2 separate regions of the Oryctolagus cuniculus genome follow, and region 1 is linked to region 2. A link is a contact called in public Micro-C data. All regions are on one chromosome and are shown on one strand. Each heading gives the region's core, a stretch centred on a gene start, on an enhancer-like site or on the middle of the called end of the contact. The rest is flanking DNA. Distances are from core to core; before and after follow the strand shown.

Region 1 (2,700 bases), core at 168-2,667, 180 kb after region 2:
GGTAAGCGGGCCCCGCCCCTCCCTGCCTCTCACCTGCTAGCCTCGGAGTCCCACCTCTCTGTAGCCCCTCGCCAAGCACCGAGTGCTGTTGCTTGTCTTGGTGGCCCCCGAGGCTGACCGCCATCCTCCCGCCAGGCTGTGCCCCTCAGCACTAAGTGTTGTGCTTGTGGTTAGGATCCCCTTGCCACCTGAGACCTGGCCTCCGAATCCTTCCCTCGCTGGGTGGGCCGGAGATGCCCACATACAACCAACTTGGGGCCCCTGGACACCCGCCTCCACAGCTCCCCCTGCAGAATGAAATGGCAGTGCGCCAGCAGGGTCGGTGGAACTGATGGTGTGACGCCCCGCGGCCAGGGCAGGCGTGGGGATGCCGCAGGGCGCTGGCCCACTTTGTCCCCGCCTCACCGCGCCGTCTGGTCTTTTGCAACGCAGGGGCCCCACGCCTCACCCAGACGAGGGCGCATTCTTATACACACTGCCTGATGACTCAGCTCACCAGCTGCTGCAGCCCCACCTCCAGGAACAGCCTCTTGCCACGGGCCGGTCACACGTGAGGAGTGCACCCGACGGTCCTGGGCTGGAGGCGCCGTGGGACCCTGCATTTCACTCAGGTCAGGGCCAGGGACCGGGCAGCAAAAGTGAACAGGTTGGGGATGACCTGAGGTCGGCATTCATGGCCCAGCAGTAGAGGCGAGGAGCGAGCAGTCTCTAAAGTGGGGCGTGCTGAGGGGCAATCCACTGCTCCAGTGTGGAGGGGAGCGGGGGTGGGGGAGGCTCGCCACTCCCCTGGCTGCGGAAGGTCTGTGGGCACACCAGGTGGATCCTGCAGCGCTGTAATCCGTGGCCCTCAGAGGCCAAGGAAAGGGCCACTTCCCCGTGCCAGGGATAGGAGCCTGTTTTGTGTCTGCATTTCAAGGCCATTCACAAATTCCTTTCGCCTCCCGTCACCAAGAAGCATTCTCTAATCACTTGCTCTGTTGGGTCTTGTCTCTTAATTAAGGAATAAGATTGCATCAGTCGTTAAGGAGCCAAGTTCTCACAAACAGCATCATCAGAGCTCTGTGCACGCACAGAACTTCTCCGAGGGGCTCAGGGCCTTTCCTGTCCCTCCCCCCAGCACCAACCTCTGGTCCTCTGGTCCCCTTGGAAATCCGTGGGTGCCCAGTTAGGACCGAGGCTGGTTCAGAGGATTGCTGATGTTTCTCAGTCTGTGTGGTGTGCACGTCCATTCCCGTGCAGATCCTAGGCCCGATCTCTGGGAAGTTAGATTCTGAAAGACTCCTAGAGCCAGCCCCAGCCGCACGTCAGTCTGCAGGGAGTGAATTGTGGGTGTGATGGTTATGACTAGCAGCCTGAACCCTCGGGGGCAGGCTGAGTGCTTGGGAGCCTCCACGGTCCCAGGTGGGTGGGACGAGTGTAGCCAGTGGCCCTCTCCATGAATGCCTGCACTTGGTTGTAGGTTCTCTCCCTCCCTTTGGGCCAGTATAACCAGCTGCCACCAGACAGACTGGCCCATTGCCACCATGAGTTGGTTTCCTGGTCAGTCTGGGTTTTAATAACGCTCCCACCTTCTCTCCCCCACAGGGACCCCGTGCTGTTTGGGCCTGGTACCCGTGGAAGAGGTGGACAGTCCTGACATCTGCCAAGTGGGTGGAGGAGACTGGTGTCCCCAGCACCCCACGGGGTCCTACCTAGGACAGGAACCTGGGATGCGGCGCTCCGCCAGCCCAACGGTGCATGTGTCTTTTGAAACGCCGCCTCCTACAGTTTAGGCAGAAGCTGATATCCCAGAAAGACTATGTTTTTTTTTTTTTTAAAGAGACAGAGAAAAATTGGTATTTATTTTTCTATTATAGTCATATTTATATATTTATGCACTTGTAAATAACTGTATATGTGTTTTTATAATTCTGGAGAGACATAAGGCATCCTTCCCATTGAAGCACGAGAGGGAAACGAACCTCAGCAGGACAGGAGTCACCCAGGACAGAGTAATGGCGATGGCCAGAGCACGGACTCCTTGCTGAGGACTTTTGCCGGCTGCCTGGGAGGCGGCAGGAGGCCCACAGCCCAGCGGACGAAAGGAAGACTCCTAGGCACACTGCACTTGACCGCCACGAGGGAAGAGCAAGAACCACAGTCTGGAGACAGACCCCCGAAGATGGCTGCATCTGTGCTACAGGAAACGCTTTCCTGAGACGCCAGGAGACCAGACTGCGATGTGTACAGCACCATAAGCATTAACAGACCTTCCAGCATCAGTAATCTGTGACAACATATCTCTGTAAAAACAAACACTGTAACTTCTAAATAAATATTTAGTCTTCCCTGTAACCTTCAGCTTAGTCATCTATGAGTCAGCATTTTCTTGAGACGATGGAATTCAGTCTTTGAGGATTGAAGAGAATACCCATCCATTCAGTGATGACATCTGGAGAAGTCAGCGAAAACGTTTTGCATTTTTTTGTTTTGTCTTTTCAGACGTTGTCTGTTGTGTTTTGATTAACGCGTTCTGTAGAATGGGCAAGGAACAGCAGATTCCTGGTTCTCTTGTGGGGGAGCTCTGATCAGATTGAAGGAATGAAACCAATCCTTTATATATAGGTGTGTGTATTCAATCCACATCTTTCCTCCGAGCTGCTGTTTGCCTAAGGGCCGGGCTGCACGTGAACAGGTGGTGCCCAGGCAGCTCACGCCCCT
Region 2 (2,700 bases), core at 138-2,637:
TGCATATTATGAAAGACTTATGGGTGAATTTCAAATTCTTTGTAACAAAATAAACTTATTGGGGCCAGCGCATTTGGCACAGTGGGTTAATGCCCTGACCTGAAACACCGGCATCTCATATGGGCACTGGTTTGAGACCCGGCTGTTCCACTTCCAAACCAGCTCTCTGCTATGACCTGGGAAAACAGTAGAAGATGGCCCAAGTCCTTGGGCCCCTGCACCCATGTGGGAGATGTGGAAGAAGCTCCTGGCTCCCGGCTTCAGATTGGCACAGCTCCAGCTGTTTTGGCCATCTGGGGAGTGAACCATCAGATGGAAGACCTCTCTCTCTTTCTCTCTCTCTCTCTCTCTGCCTCTCCTCTCTCTGTGTAACTCTGACTTTCAAATAAATAAATAAATCTTTAAAAAAATAAATAAATGTATCTTTTAATTCAATGTTTAATGCTAATATATTTTCATATACTTGAAAGGCACAACACCAGAAAGAGAAATACAGAGACAGAGATGACAGAGAGATCTTCCATCTACTGGTTCACTCCTCAAATGCTCACAACAGATAGGGCTTGGCCAAGCAGGGAGCCAGAAACTCAGGTCTCCCACATGGGTGGCAGGAGCCCAAGCAGTAATGAATTTTTTGAAGTATCCTCATAGGTAATATATAATCAAATAATCACAATAGTTATGCAACTCATATTTTAATGCACTCTACTTTTTAAGAGAAAGAAGTCAAAAACAAGCCATAAGCTGTTGGATCTATTTTAAAGAGCCAGACAAAGCTGCTGGGCTGTGGCCTGTGGTTACTGTACATTCCTTTCTGTTTTCCACCCCCTTTTCATCTGGAGCACAATGCAGATTGGTGTCCCTGATGATGACCACAATGATGAGTCACAGGCTTCACAGATTAAAGGCTATTGAACTACACCCACCCCTCTCCGTCTGGGCCTGGAGAGTCCCACACTTGAGCAGTCCAGACTATGAGACTGCTCACTGGACATCAGAAAGAGGAAATGAGCCTCATCTCCCTAATGTGGCCCACGGGGTGTTCCAGTTTCTTCTTCTGGTCATTTTTGTTGGCTCTCCAGGAGCCCTGCTGTCTCTGGGATCTGGACTTCAGCTTGGTAGCCCTCAGGAACTTCTGCAACTAGTGGTAGACCAGGTAGAAAAGGATAGCAGGCGTGGCTTTGGGGGAAGTCCTTGCCCTGTGGGAGGGGAAGGAGTGGGAAGGAGAGAAGAGTCTTTCTGAGATGAATGATAGTTCTCTCTGCCAAGAAAAATCTGAAAATAGCCTCAGTGTGATGAGAACTCACAGCCCTTATGGGTCCTAAAGGGAAATGCTGGAGGAGGCTGTGGCCACAGAGATGCTAAAGGTCAAGACTGGACTTGGAGGGGTTGCTGTTTTATATGTTTAAAGACCAGGTCTGTGTTTTGATAACTGAACTTGCTAATAGCTGGCCACTTGAGTTGCTGCTTCTCCTCTCTGTTTGTTTTAAAGAAGGAGATTGAGCCAGTAATAATGGGAGGAGCTGCACATGGCTTCCCCAGTTGGGAGTGCCTGCTTGTTTTTCCTTCTGCCTGGGCACGCAGATGTGCAGGCCCTACTCGCAGACTCACAGGTCTGCGGGAGACTCACAGGGGAGCCCTCGCTCTGTGTATTTATACAGGATGTGTGTATAAGAGGGTGTTCAAGTATCAAAACATATAGGGAACTGTGGGCGAAAAGAGGAATTACGGCAGGAATTTAAATATACCATTTCTCATCCATTTACTTCTTCATTCACTCGTTTGACAAACTTCTACTGAGTGCCGATTGTAGAAAAAGGGTTCTATGCCAAGATTCTAAAAGATGAGCTTGTACAACACTGCTTTCAGGAGAGTGCCATCCAGTGGGGTACCATCTACTTGTGCATAAAAACATACATTTGGGGCCGGCGCCGCAGCTCACTAGGCTAATCCTCCGCCTAGCGGCGCCGGCACACCGGGTTCTAGTCCCGGTCGGGGCACCGGATTCTGTCCCGGTTGCCCCTCTTCCAGGCCAGCTCTCTGCTGTGGCCAGGGAGTGCAGTGGAGGATGGCCCAGGTGCTTGGGCCCTGCACCCCATGGGAGACCAGGAAAAGCACCTGGCTCCTGGTTCCTGCCATCGGATCAGCGCGGTGCGCCGGCCGCAGCGCGCCGGCCGCGGCGGCCATTGGAGGGTGAACCAACGGCAAAGGAAGACCTTTCTCTCTGTCTCTCTCTCACTGTCCACTCTGCCTGTCAAAAAAAAAATTAAAAAAAAAATTAAAAAAAAAACCATACATTTGGTTCTCCCACAGTGCAAGATCCTATGAGCTTGATGCAATAGGAACTGAAGATAGATGCTGTGTGTATACATTTGCTTCTGGCTCAGAAGACTTCAAAGAAGATAGGCAGAAGGAGAGGGAAGGCAGGAATCACACAGTACATGTCCACAGGCAAGAAAAGGTATAGCATGCTGGCAGTAGCAAGTAGATGGGTTTACCTGTAGAGGATTCACATGGGAGGTTGGATGGAAGTGAAACTAGAAGCTAAGCATTAGATTGTATAGAGCCTTGAACTCCAAGGTCAGTTGACCTCAACACTTACAGGTAGAGGAGGCAGCCCCCAAAGTCTCAGAGATCCAGGCGAGATGAGACTCAAGTTACAGCATAGAATGGCTCTTTACTTCCAGATCAGCAAGCCCT

What was found. Hi-C and Micro-C count contacts between places; a contact is called where the count stands out from the background.
Region 1: a Micro-C map of ear pinna shows a contact between it and region 2, with 6 times the contacts expected there. The contact joins two enhancer-like sites. A contact is called at or near these places in 3 of 6 Hi-C or Micro-C datasets (ear pinna, psoas muscle and an unstated tissue).

The regions. Positions count from the first base shown.
Region 1 is chr4:69,315,399-69,318,098 of mOryCun1.1, forward strand. BOC (BOC cell adhesion associated, oncogene regulated) reads left to right here. Exons shown (of 19, transcript XM_008266939.4): 17 at 1; 18 at 433-611; 19 at 1,585-2,334. The coding sequence ends at 1,772. Among named protein-coding and RNA genes, the nearest start is that of BOC, 77 kb to the left of the region's middle. Within about 2 kb of position 1,418, at least 2 of the 8 cell types and tissues checked have an H3K27ac peak or open chromatin away from gene starts, as enhancers often do. A contact at or near this core is called in ear pinna, where this site is marked.
Region 2 is chr4:69,131,449-69,134,148 of mOryCun1.1, forward strand. No RefSeq gene overlaps it. Among named protein-coding and RNA genes, the nearest start is that of NEPRO, 88 kb to the left of the region's middle. Within about 2 kb of position 1,388, at least 1 of the 8 cell types and tissues checked has an H3K27ac peak or open chromatin away from gene starts, as enhancers often do. A contact at or near this core is called in ear pinna, where this site is marked.